Regions from separate parts of the Sus scrofa genome. Here regions 1, 2 and 4 are each linked to region 3. Evidence: chromatin contacts called from public Hi-C and HiChIP or PLAC-seq data. All regions are on one chromosome and are shown on one strand. Each heading gives the region's core, a stretch centred on a gene start, on an enhancer-like site or on the middle of the called end of the contact. The rest is flanking DNA. Distances are from core to core; before and after follow the strand shown. Region 1 overlaps EEPD1 (endonuclease/exonuclease/phosphatase family domain-containing protein 1). Region 2 overlaps EEPD1 (endonuclease/exonuclease/phosphatase family domain-containing protein 1). Region 3 has its middle 70 kb from the start of EEPD1. Region 4 overlaps EEPD1 (endonuclease/exonuclease/phosphatase family domain-containing protein 1).

The links. Hi-C and Micro-C count contacts between places; a contact is called where the count stands out from the background. HiChIP or PLAC-seq counts read pairs in DNA pulled down with a chosen protein or histone mark.
Region 1: a Hi-C map of skeletal muscle shows a contact between it and region 3, with 6 times the contacts expected there. The contact joins two enhancer-like sites. A contact is called at or near these places in 1 of 47 Hi-C or Micro-C datasets (skeletal muscle) and 2 of 2 datasets of contacts at active chromatin or transcription factors (alveolar macrophages and skeletal muscle).
Region 2: an H3K27ac HiChIP or PLAC-seq map of skeletal muscle shows a contact between it and region 3. The contact joins two enhancer-like sites. A contact is called at or near these places in 2 of 2 datasets of contacts at active chromatin or transcription factors (alveolar macrophages and skeletal muscle).
Region 4: an H3K27ac HiChIP or PLAC-seq map of alveolar macrophages shows a contact between it and region 3. The contact joins two enhancer-like sites. A contact is called at or near these places in 3 of 47 Hi-C or Micro-C datasets (psoas muscle, retroperitoneal adipose tissue and undifferentiated spermatogonia) and 2 of 2 datasets of contacts at active chromatin or transcription factors (alveolar macrophages and skeletal muscle).

Annotation. Positions count from the first base shown.
Region 1 is chr18:37,883,815-37,886,514 of Sscrofa11.1, forward strand. All of the region lies in intron 2 of EEPD1 (endonuclease/exonuclease/phosphatase family domain-containing protein 1), which reads right to left. Among named protein-coding and RNA genes, the nearest start is that of EEPD1, 64 kb to the right of the region's middle. Within about 2 kb of position 1,412, at least 4 of the 83 cell types and tissues checked have an H3K27ac peak or open chromatin away from gene starts, as enhancers often do. A contact at or near this core is called in skeletal muscle, where this site is marked.
Region 2 is chr18:37,862,918-37,865,617 of Sscrofa11.1, forward strand. All of the region lies in intron 3 of EEPD1 (endonuclease/exonuclease/phosphatase family domain-containing protein 1), which reads right to left. Among named protein-coding and RNA genes, the nearest start is that of EEPD1, 85 kb to the right of the region's middle. Within about 2 kb of position 1,279, at least 9 of the 83 cell types and tissues checked have an H3K27ac peak or open chromatin away from gene starts, as enhancers often do. A contact at or near this core is called in skeletal muscle, where this site is marked.
Region 3 is chr18:38,017,283-38,019,982 of Sscrofa11.1, forward strand. No RefSeq gene overlaps it. Among named protein-coding and RNA genes, the nearest start is that of EEPD1, 70 kb to the left of the region's middle. Within about 2 kb of position 1,334, at least 6 of the 83 cell types and tissues checked have an H3K27ac peak or open chromatin away from gene starts, as enhancers often do. A contact at or near this core is called in alveolar macrophages, retroperitoneal adipose tissue and skeletal muscle, where this site is marked.
Region 4 is chr18:37,825,070-37,827,769 of Sscrofa11.1, forward strand. It overlaps EEPD1 (endonuclease/exonuclease/phosphatase family domain-containing protein 1), which reads right to left. Exons shown (of 8, transcript XM_013985720.2): 7 at 437-631; 8 at 1-51. Among named protein-coding and RNA genes, the nearest start is that of KIAA0895, 110 kb to the left of the region's middle. Within about 2 kb of position 1,287, at least 20 of the 83 cell types and tissues checked have an H3K27ac peak or open chromatin away from gene starts, as enhancers often do. A contact at or near this core is called in alveolar macrophages, retroperitoneal adipose tissue and skeletal muscle, where this site is marked.

The DNA of each region.
Region 1 (2,700 bases), core at 162-2,661, 130 kb before region 3:
TGTAATGCAAACCAGCCAGTTAGAGGCTCTGGACAGGAAGCTGTTTAAAGCGGCAATTATGAGGGCATATTTCACAGGAATCTTTTTTTTTTTTTTTTCAAAGAAGTAATTAACAAAGCACATATGTATTGCAGAAAATTTAGAAAAAAAAAAAAGGAGAGAACAAAAAGAAACATTAATCATGATCCTGCTACCTCGGAATTACCATTACCACGTTGATGTGTATCTTTTTAGACTTAAAAATGCGAATACATAGAGTTTATAAAATTGGAGTCATATTGTATATGCTGGTTCTAGTATTTAAAAATTGTGATTAAGTTATAAGTTATTGCCATTATTATTGACATGATACCATGTCGTTAAGTATTATTTGATATAATTTTATTTTTTATTTATTTACTTTTTTTAGGGCCGCACCAGCAGCATATAGAGGTTCCCAGGCTAGGGGTCCAATCAGAGCTACAGCTACCGGTCTACACCACAGCCACAACATCAGATCTGAGCTGTGTCTGTGACCTACACCACAGCTCACGGCAACTGCCAGATCCTTAACCCACTGAGCAAGGCTAGGGATCAAACCTGCAACCTCACGGTTCCTAGTCGGATTCGTTTCCGCTGAGCCACGATGGGAACTCTTATTTGATGTAATTTTAATGAAAATAGATAGATAGATAGATAGATAGATAGATACATACATACATACATACATACAGATACACACAAATTTAGATGTATGCTTTTTAGACATCAAGGCTCTAATTTTTCACTGCTAAAATTATCATTCTGGTGAAAAACTTTGAACATACTACTTTCTGCATAATTTTGTTCCAAACAAAAAATTTCCAGGAGGTTGAGGGCTATATGCATTTTTAAGATTGTAAATAACTTTTGCAAAACTACTTTGCAGATTTAGGCTTCCACGGGCAGTTCTACAGCCCACCCCCTTGCCCTGTGTAATTTCTGTAAATCCTCCCTAATCTAATATGTGGAAGAGGTGTTATCATGCTATTCAAATTTACATTTATTTGACCACTAGAGAAATGGAACATTTTATTGGCAATTTTCAACTCTAGTTGAAGTACCAGCAGTTGGTTGGGGCCACCAAGCTTTCATCTGCGGGGAATCCCAAGGTGTACCAGGAGCTCAGTGACCCAGCGAGGGTGGTGGCTGGTGGGCCAGGGCTGGTTTTTGTTAAGCAGCAGCATCTCACCATGTTTTCAAAGCTACAGGTCCCAGACGCCAGGGCTATGAATTCCAGCTGCTATGTGTGAAACCTTATCCTCCAGTCTGTAACCCCTCAGGTCCTTCCCTGACTTCAATTTCAAACAGCGAATGCAGGGAGGCCCAGGAGGTCCCCCCTTCCCCACCGCCTTGACCAGCTGGCTCAGAAACTCGTGTTCAGAGTCAGGCCAGGAAAGCTGCCCAGGATCCAAGCAGAAACTGCTGACCCACCATAACATGGAAGACACCTCTGGGAGACAGGAGCCTCTAACTTTATCAGCCCAATTCTCTAACCTTAAGAACTCCAAAATAGGTTTTGAGGTGACAGCTTCATCGTCTTCCAGGAAGCAGGCGAGAAGAAAACCGCCATCCTAGCTCTTGGAAGCTCCTGCATTTATAAATGTCTCCGGAGCAAGTTAATTTCCAACAACTGCTTGCTTGGTGTTTTGGGAGTTAGGGCAGTGGTTATGGAGCTTTAGAGAGTGTGGTTAGAACAAGCTGAGGAGCCCCACCCCAGGGTCTTCTATTTAAATAGGAATTTGCATTTCTAATGAGTTCCAGGGAGAGGCAGGGAACCACAACTTGAGAACCAGTGAGAAGCACACTTTGAGAAACAGGGATAACTGAGAACGCTCCTTTATGAAGATTCTGGCACAGCCACCTTTACATGGCACACATCTAAGATCTCCCTGACCACACTCGGCAAGAAGGACTCGGAGGGGAATCCAGGATCTGAGGATACCGAGGGCCAGCTGCATTCATTGCACGAGGGCATTTAATATAAGAGACTGGATAAGCCTTTTTAAACTAATCCTTATCCTCCCAGTCATTTCTTCACTACTCACTACCCCAGCCCAAACCCCGCTGTGTCTTGTAAATTCTTTGTTTTTGTTTATTTGTATTAGTTCTTTGTCTAAACAATAAAAAACCTTCCTGCTTTGGTTACTTCTTCAGGTCTTTATTTTCTTGTGAAAGCTCCCATGTACATAAAAATTCAATAGAATACGGATGCTTTTCTCCTACGGGAAAAAAATACATGAGATTTGACCATGCTCGAATTTTGGTATCCATGGGGCTTCTGGAACCAATGCCCTGTGGACACCGAGGCATAACTGGATTTGTTCCATCTTCTTTACTTCCCTTCCCCTGAGAAGACCTTCCAGTCCTCTATCCAAGGCCAGAGGGCCCAGCTTTGCTCTTGAAGGACTGACCACATTCTCTTCCCCCCAGGACCTGCTTCCGCCCTTACTCTAAAGTGCTTTCTCCATTGATCTTTCTCCACCTCTTACCACTGCCTGGCACTGGTCCCTGCTCTGTCCTTGAAATTCTCCTCCGGAAACTCTCCCGGACCCCCCACACCTTCTCTGCATCTTTCGGATCCATTTACCTCCCTGGGTCGCATGCTGCTGGCTTTCATGTCCTCATCTTGCCGGCAAACCTGTGCCGCACAACCCTGATTAACCACAGTGGACCAGACAG
Region 2 (2,700 bases), core at 29-2,528, 150 kb before region 3:
AGGGAGACAGACGCCACATGCCCGCGTCTGTTTCGCTACAAGAAAACCCGGGTTTCGGTTCTCCGGCACCTGGAGCAGGGATGGACCCTCTGCATCCGCTCCCACCCCCGGCATACACAGAGACAGAAGGCCTGTTAATGCTGACACCCAGGATAAACAAGACGATGGAAGACAGGCAGCAGCCACACTGAAGGGAGCTCTGGAAGGGAGCCCAGTCCACTGGGGTTGGTCCTGGTTCTACCAATGCAACTGCTAGGGGCCCTGGGCAAGGAGGATCCTTCCACACCTCTGGCCTCTGTGCCCTGTCTGCAAAATGACAGATGACAGGGTTGGAGTCAATGGCTTCAAGAGCTGCCCTCAACTCTGACATTCTGGGATCCTATATATACCATTCAAATGTATTTTTATAACTTTATCTCCCTCGGTATGCAGTGTGATTTAGACACAACATAAGCACAAAATAAATTAACAGGCAGTCCAAATCACAGTGAAAACACCTCCAGCAGTCTGTAATAACAGAGCTTACGTATGTACATGTGTGTGTGTTCAGAAAGCACTACCACCAATTACAGATACAAGCACTCAGCATCCTTAGGTTATTCATACACATCTACCTAACAATTATTCACCTCCTATTTCCTCCCCCAAATCCACAGGAAGCTACTAACTTCTAATTCCAATGTTGGCCACCACTAGGGTTCAGCTGGCAGAGTCCCTGATTAGCCACCAAGTGCAAACATCCAGTTCAATTTGTCTAGTCTCAGGCTTGCTGGTGAAGTGTACAGACACTTTTATCTCACTTGGAAAGGCCTCAGCAATCATCTGCATGACTTGCAGGAAAACTAGACGAAGAGTAAATTCTAGGGAAACATCTAGCAGCAGCAGGCACGAAGACTGGCAGGCATTTTGTCCAAGTCAAATGGGGGCGGGTGTAAGACAGGCCAATGACCCTGAGTCGGCATCCTGAGCCTCCAGGAGGCTGGGTTCACACAGGCAGCTCTTCCAGCGGGCTTGAGCCTCGGGTGGGGTCAGCTGGTGCTCTGCCCTCTGGCCCTTCCAGGGCGAGGGTGACCTCCAGCTGGAGAGAACAGCCAAACTATTGTTTGCAGCTTTGCAGGAAGCTGTTTGAAAGGGTCATTGAAAAATGATCTTACTAAATCAAGCTGTACCAATATTTTTATTTCCTTTCATGTGATGACACATTTAAGGCATTAGATGGGCCTGTTTATAAAGCCTGGGAAACAAGTCTGTGTGACTTAAGTTCAGAAAAACAAGAGCGTCCTGCTCTTAAAGCATGGAGCAGAGGGAGTGCGCCGTGGCCTGCACCTGTCTCAGAGCATGTACTCGCTCTCGGCGACTCAGGGACGTTTGGCCCCAAAAAAAAGCACATCAGATCCAAAACACTTTTGCAAAGAAATGTCACCTGTTCCGACAGCTGTGCATATTAAACCACCCCCTCAAGGTTCTAACATATTTTTAGAATAAGAAGCAATTATTTTTACAACTTATTTTTTAAATAAAGGACAAATCACTGTCACTCATCTGGGAAACTGCTTTACGTAGTGTTAGTGGAGAAGAGAAATAAACTCACTTGACCTCCCAGGTGTCCCCTGTCTTCACCCCCCAGATCTGCCGCATCTGAATTAAGACAGAGCCTGCCTTTGAAGAGGTAAAAACTGGGACCCTATGGACCTACATATGGGGTCAGTGGGCAGGCGTCCACCGTTCTCCTCTCCCCAGAGAGTGTGTTTTTAGGGCGAGTCAGGCAGATGAAACATGGAAGCCCTCATCTGGTAAGGATCACGGGAGCAAGGAGCAGAGAAAAAAACATCAGAAAACAGAGTATGAAAAGGAGACTTTCCCCTCTTCACCATGTCATCAGGGATCAACTATGAAACCCAAGACTTTTGGAGACTTTCAGAGGAAGGAACCATAGAAAGAATAGATAGTTTCACGGATAAGGGAAGGGGTCTTGGCCTTCGAGATAGGCCCTCTGCCAGGTCCAACAGTCAAAGAGAGGCGAGGTTGGGAGGGGACCCGGCCCCCCCTTCAACAAAGCCTCCCTACACTGCTCTGTGCGCTGCAGAAACCCAGCAAGTCTGGCGCTTCCAAAAACGGGCAGGCTCCCTACCTAAAACCAGGAAAAGCACAATCAGGCCAATGGCTGGTAATTTTGACCGCTAAGCTCATAATGACAATGTCTAATGCTAAGGAGGAAAAGCCCTGAGTCGTACTGTCTAAGAGACCCGCAAACACTGCTGCTGTTTTTTAGCCTTTTATATTCTGTTTGACATAATTTAAACATGTTATGGGTCAGACTTAACCCTACAAGGAGCCGCGAGGGAAAGGATCCCTTCCAAACAGCTTCCATCTTACAAGAGAAAGGCATGGGCAGGCCCCCGCTGTCGGAACCGTCCGTCTGCAAGTGACCCGTCCCACGGTGGCAGGATCTCAGTTCAGCAGTTGCCAGGCATGGCGCTAAGCCCCTCACATCGACTGTCTACTTAGCCCTCTCGGTGCTTTCGTGACTTTCAGGTTTTAAAGATTCCCACTTTACAGACGGGGAAGGAAAAGCACAGAGAGGGTTAATAACCCAAGATAATGCGGTTAGGAAGGAGGGGGCTGTCTGAACCCCCACTCTCCGCCCTCCTCTTCCACGGCAACCCTCTCCTCTGCTGGAGCCATGAGCTATTAGGACCC
Region 3 (2,700 bases), core at 84-2,583:
CGTTCCCATATAACCCATACCAGTTTCCTTTATTATTAACCTCTAACACCTTTTAGTACGGTACGTTCGTAACAATTAATGATTGTTTCACTCTTAGTAGCCATGCTTTGTTCCAATTTCCTTAGCTTTTACCTAACGTCCTTTTTCTGTTCCAGGATCCCATCTAGGACATCATGTGACATGTAGCTGTCCTGTCTTCTTAGGGTCCTCTTAGCCCTGACGGTTGACCTTGACTTTTTAGCAAGTGAATCCAGATACTTCTGGCAAGAGGAAGATGCATTCTTGAGATACACAGACACATGTCGTTGAGAAAGCTCACAGCCAGAGGCAGAACTAGAGCTACAGGGAAGGGATGTTTTTAACTTTGTGCTCAAGAGTCCCAGGAGCAAAGGGAGGGGAAAGTAGGATTTCTCTTCAGGTTAGAGGAGAGAAGGGAGGCCCCCATCATTAAGAAGGACCCCCCTCCCCGCCCCTGGCCAACCTGAACAGGTTTCCTCTGGCCAAAGAGAAACCATTTGAATTTCAGGAGTTCCCATTGTGGCTCAGTGGAAACAAACCTGACTAGTATCCATGAGGATGAAGGTTTGATCCCTGGCCTTGCTCAGTGGGTTAAGGATCCAGTGTTGCTGTGAACTGTGGTGTAGGTTGCAGACGCAGCTGGGATCCCCATTGCTGTGGCTGTGGTGTAGGCTGGCAGCTACAGCTCTGATTTGACCCCTAGCCTGGGAACCTCTATATGCCTCGGTTGTGTCCCTAAAAAGACAAAAAAAAAAAAAAAAAAGAAGAAGAAGAAGAGTTCAGATAGATTGAAACTCATCTAACATTCTCTGAGTTCATAATATTTTTTTAAAAGTACGTGATCACCTGGAGCGTATGATATTAGCTTGAAGAGAGCTACATAAAGGAGAGAAGGAAACGTTTATTTGCTTTTCCTGTACAGGGGATACCACCAGGTAACCAAAGTGTAGATGTGGAAAGTGTCTCTTCCTGCAATATCACAACAATTACATAAAAAAGAAATTATAGAATTAGACTGTCACTGCTTTTCAGTCCCTAACGGATGCATGGACACTTATCACGAACATCCATGAAAAGGAGGGAGAGAGAAAGACAGTGAGGAGGAGGAGAAAGGGGGAGGGGAGAGGGAGGGGAGGGGGGGAAGAAGGGGGCAAAACCCAGACATTATGTGCCTTCTGATGAAAGAACACACCACTGCCTACAGCCTTGCCAAATGGATTGGAAATGAGACTGATGAAACCTCTGATGTCAGCTGCCAACGTTCAGGAAATACGGTGCACAGAGGAACTCACTGAACGGCACCACGAGTGCAATCAGCAAAATCCCCACCAGGAGACGCTCTGTGGGGACGTGTCCCTCTGTCCTCGAGGGTGGGACTGTGAATCTGATGGGACCTAAAAGATGAAACCAATGTTTTCCAACGGCGCGATGAAACTCTAGAGCCGAGGAAGGCACGATCAGGCGATAGAACCATAAAGAAACACAGGAAATGGTAATTTCGTCAGGAGAGTGTTTGTTTTTAAGGGAAAGGAAGGAGTTGAGAGGATGTGGGGGGCTTCTGGGGTGACTGGCGAAGCTCTGGTCATGATGGGAGTGGTGATTAAGAACTGCTCATCTTGGAACTCGCAAAGCCATACATTTATTTTATGTGGTTTCCCACGTGTCTCTTGTGATTTTTGGAAAGGAGCGGGGAGAAGAGAGAGAGAATCATACGGCCATCCCTCTCTCCCAGATTTTTCCTTTTCAAGGTCCTGAATGGTTTCTTGAGTCTTCTGAGAAGAGTTCATTATTGGCAGGATACCTTTAACACAGAGTGCACAGTATTGCATGCCTTCTATTACAAAGTGCTGACTCCAAGCATGGTGAGTTACAAAGAAAATAGCAGCCAAGGTCTCTCCGCTGCCTCTGACAGACAGCATGGCCTGCTAACTCTGGGACGAACGCACATTCTGAGATGTCACACTTTTTCCTCAGGCCTCTCTGTCTTCTTCATGCCCAGATCTCAGAAACTGGATGCTAACTGCATTACAAAATGCCATAGCTAGGAAGGACCTCAGAATCCAGCCAGCCCAGTGTTATCGAAATACGCCCCCAGTAGGCATCAGCATCTCAGGGGCTCAGTGAGACTGTGGACCGGGGCCCACTTCAGACTTGCGGAAGGAGGGCTGGGCACGACTTGACCCAAGCTAGAGACTGACACCTCTGGAAGAGTGACCCCCTCTTTCATCAGAGGAGGAAATAGAATCTCAGAGAAGAGGAGCAGCTTGCCAAATTGTTGGGCAGCAAATGGGCAACCAACCAGGACTGGAACCCCATTCTCCTCTTCCTGCTTCCATGCTCATCTCAGGTTGTTCAATCTTCCCCTCCCGCCCTCCAACATATAAGCCCCAGGAGACAGGATTTTGAGTCAAACAGATGGAGGTCCCCTGCCTGCGTGGTGCTTACCCTCTAACAGGAGAGACAGACATTGCTTTTAAAAATTCACATGATATGTAAGCACAGACTGTGCTGTGCTCTGAGAGAAAAGCACAGCGGCTCATCACCACCCCCCCCCCCATCCAGAGGGTCAGGGCTGACTCTGTGAGGCCGTGACACTGAGATGCCAGGGGCAGTAGAGGATGGTAGGAAGCCTTCTATGCAGAAGAGAAGGCTCTGAGGTCAGAGGGAATTAGTGGAGGACCT
Region 4 (2,700 bases), core at 37-2,536, 190 kb before region 3:
TGTCTGGAATCCAAGGGTTCGTGAGGCCTTCTCTCACGACAGCCCAGTGACCTGGAGGCAGAGGGGAGAGGGACCCAGAGGTCAGGCTGGGGGCTGGGAGGTCATAGGCCAGCCGGCAGCGGTGGGGTGGGCTCCCCGACAAGACCCCCCCAGCCATCCTGTCTGCCTGTGCAAACTGTCTCAGCTCAGAACGAGGTCTGTCCAGGACACACTTGCCTTCCCCCGCTGCAGATCAGTGAGTGCCTTTCATTATTTTTCACACCCTCCTTCACTCTTAAAGTGGCTCTGTTTGAATACAGCCACCTAAAAGTTAACCCCAAAAGAGGCCCACAGAGGAGGGAAATTCGCTTGTGGCTTTTATTCAGACCAAATGATCTGAAAGCATCAGTTCAGACGGGTGTCTCTTACTGGTTTCTGAACAGCACTTATGCTTTACCTGTGAAAACCTTCTTTAAGCTTTTACTGATCCAGATGTTGTCCAGCGTCTTCGAGCCTTGAGGATTCTTGGTGCTGATGTTGGTGAAGGTGTGCGCGGGGATCAGGGGGTGGAATTTCTCCTTCCTCAAGATGTCGTAGTCACTGCTGTCTGGCCCCTGGCCGAAATCCCCTAAGACGATCACATCTTTTTCTCCTGGAAGTAGAAGAAAGAAAGTCAGGAATGAATGAGGTGAAATAAACCAACACTGATCACAGCTCCTTTGAGCGGGAGGAGGACTCTCATTTGACTCCCCAAAGTTATTCTCCCAATTTTTCCAAATTCCTTGCGCAAAACCCCGCCTCTTCCCTGCAACTTTAAGGGTAGGTCAGTGACACATCTGGAGATGTGATGCAGAGATCACTGTTGTTCTGGATCATGGGTTCCAAATCTCACAGCATAGAAGGCTTAAAAGTCACACTTAGATATTTAACAAAAGCTCAACAAACACTTAAGGAGCACAGAGGAGACCTCATGGAGATGCAGGGAGAAGTCGGCCTCTACAAGTCAAGGAGAAGAAACCAACCCCGCCCACACCTTGATCATGGACCTTCCAGCCTCTGGAACTGTGAGAAAGCAAGTGTCTGTTGTCGAAGCCACCCAGTCTGTGGCATTTTGTCATGGTGGCCCGAGGAGACTCAGACAAAGTGGAAAGCTTTTCTTTTTAAAGTATTTCAACATTTCTGTCAGAGTTTGATTTACTAGAGTAAGTGAGATAGTTGTGAAGTCTTTTCCAAAGTGAGTAGATCATTCAGGAAGGCCAGATGGCCTAGCTACATTCCCTGGGATTCCCACTGACGGCCCAACTGGACCGTCACTTCCTGTCTCGAGGTTCCCTTCAGTGGAGCCAGGTTACCGCAGGGAACGGCATTCTTGTCACACCCTTCAAGGGAAGCTTTAAGGAAAGCAGTTCATAAACGAGGGCCAAATGCATCTGAGACCCTCAGCAAATCTTTTTCCTTGATGCAAATGTGCTTCAGTAATAATGGCTGGAGAAAGAAATTGAAAGGGAAATAACACAAAGCTACCAGCAGAGGGCACTCGTGCCCTGCCCGTGACCGCCTCCTCCAGGGGGCGCGAGGGACAGAAGCCTTTTCCGCAGTCACAGTGTGACCCACAGAGATGTAATCCCTCCTGCTAGATCACAGCTACCTTGGCACCCAGAGCAGGGCAAGCCCAACCAAGCTGTCTTGAGAAATCAGTGCCAACTTCCCACAGGAAAGCCAACTAGAGAATATTACTACTGACAAGTTACACGTGGCCAGGGCTCATGACCCTCTGCTGAGCCCTCGCAGGGTATCAGGCCCTGAGAGGTGGAAGGGTTTGCTCACATCCCCCAGGCAGCTCTCAAACCCAGGGCTCTTAACAAAGAGCGAGAACAGAAAAGCCCCCCATGCCTGGAGCAGAGCCTGCTGCCTGGCAGACCCTCGATCCACACGTGTGGAATAAATGGTGACAGAGAGACGAGAAAAACCTCAGATTTAAAGTGCAGGGTATTTTTGAAAAGAAAGAAGAGAAAGATGCTACATTTACTGAATATCACGGAAAACGGATATTAAGAAAGATGGAGGCAGAAGGTTCCCACGTAGAGCTTTTTTCACGGGGATGCAAGCCTATAAAGTTTGGACTGGAAAAGACAATTCCGAAACCAGGAGAGACGCTGGTGCCAAGGACCAATAAACTCAGCTCTGTGTAATGTCAGGGATGACAACACAGCTCTTTTTTTTTTCTTTGTCTTTTGTCTTCTTAGGGCCGCACCCTCGGCATATGGAGGTTCCCAGGCTAGGGGTTGAATCCGAGCTGCAGCTGCCAGCCTATGCCACAGCCACAGCCATGCCTCTGTGCCCTACACCACAGCTCATGGCAACGTCAGATTCTTAACCCAGTGAGTGAGGCCAGGGATCGAACCTGCGTCCTCATGGATGGTAGTCAGATTTGTTTCCACTGAGCCACGATGGGAACTCTGACACAACTCTTTTTGAACTGAATCATCCAGGTTTCTTACAACTCATCTTCTTCCTCTCTCTCTTTTTGTTTTACAGCACACCTGAGGCATACAGAGGTTCCTGGGCTAGGGGCCAAACTGGAGCGTCAGCTGTATGTCTACACCACAGCCACAGCAACACAGGATCTGAGCCACATCTGTGACCTACACCACAGCTCGCGGCAACACCGGATCCTTAACCCACTGAGCCAGGCCAGGGTTTGAACCTGCATCCTCACGG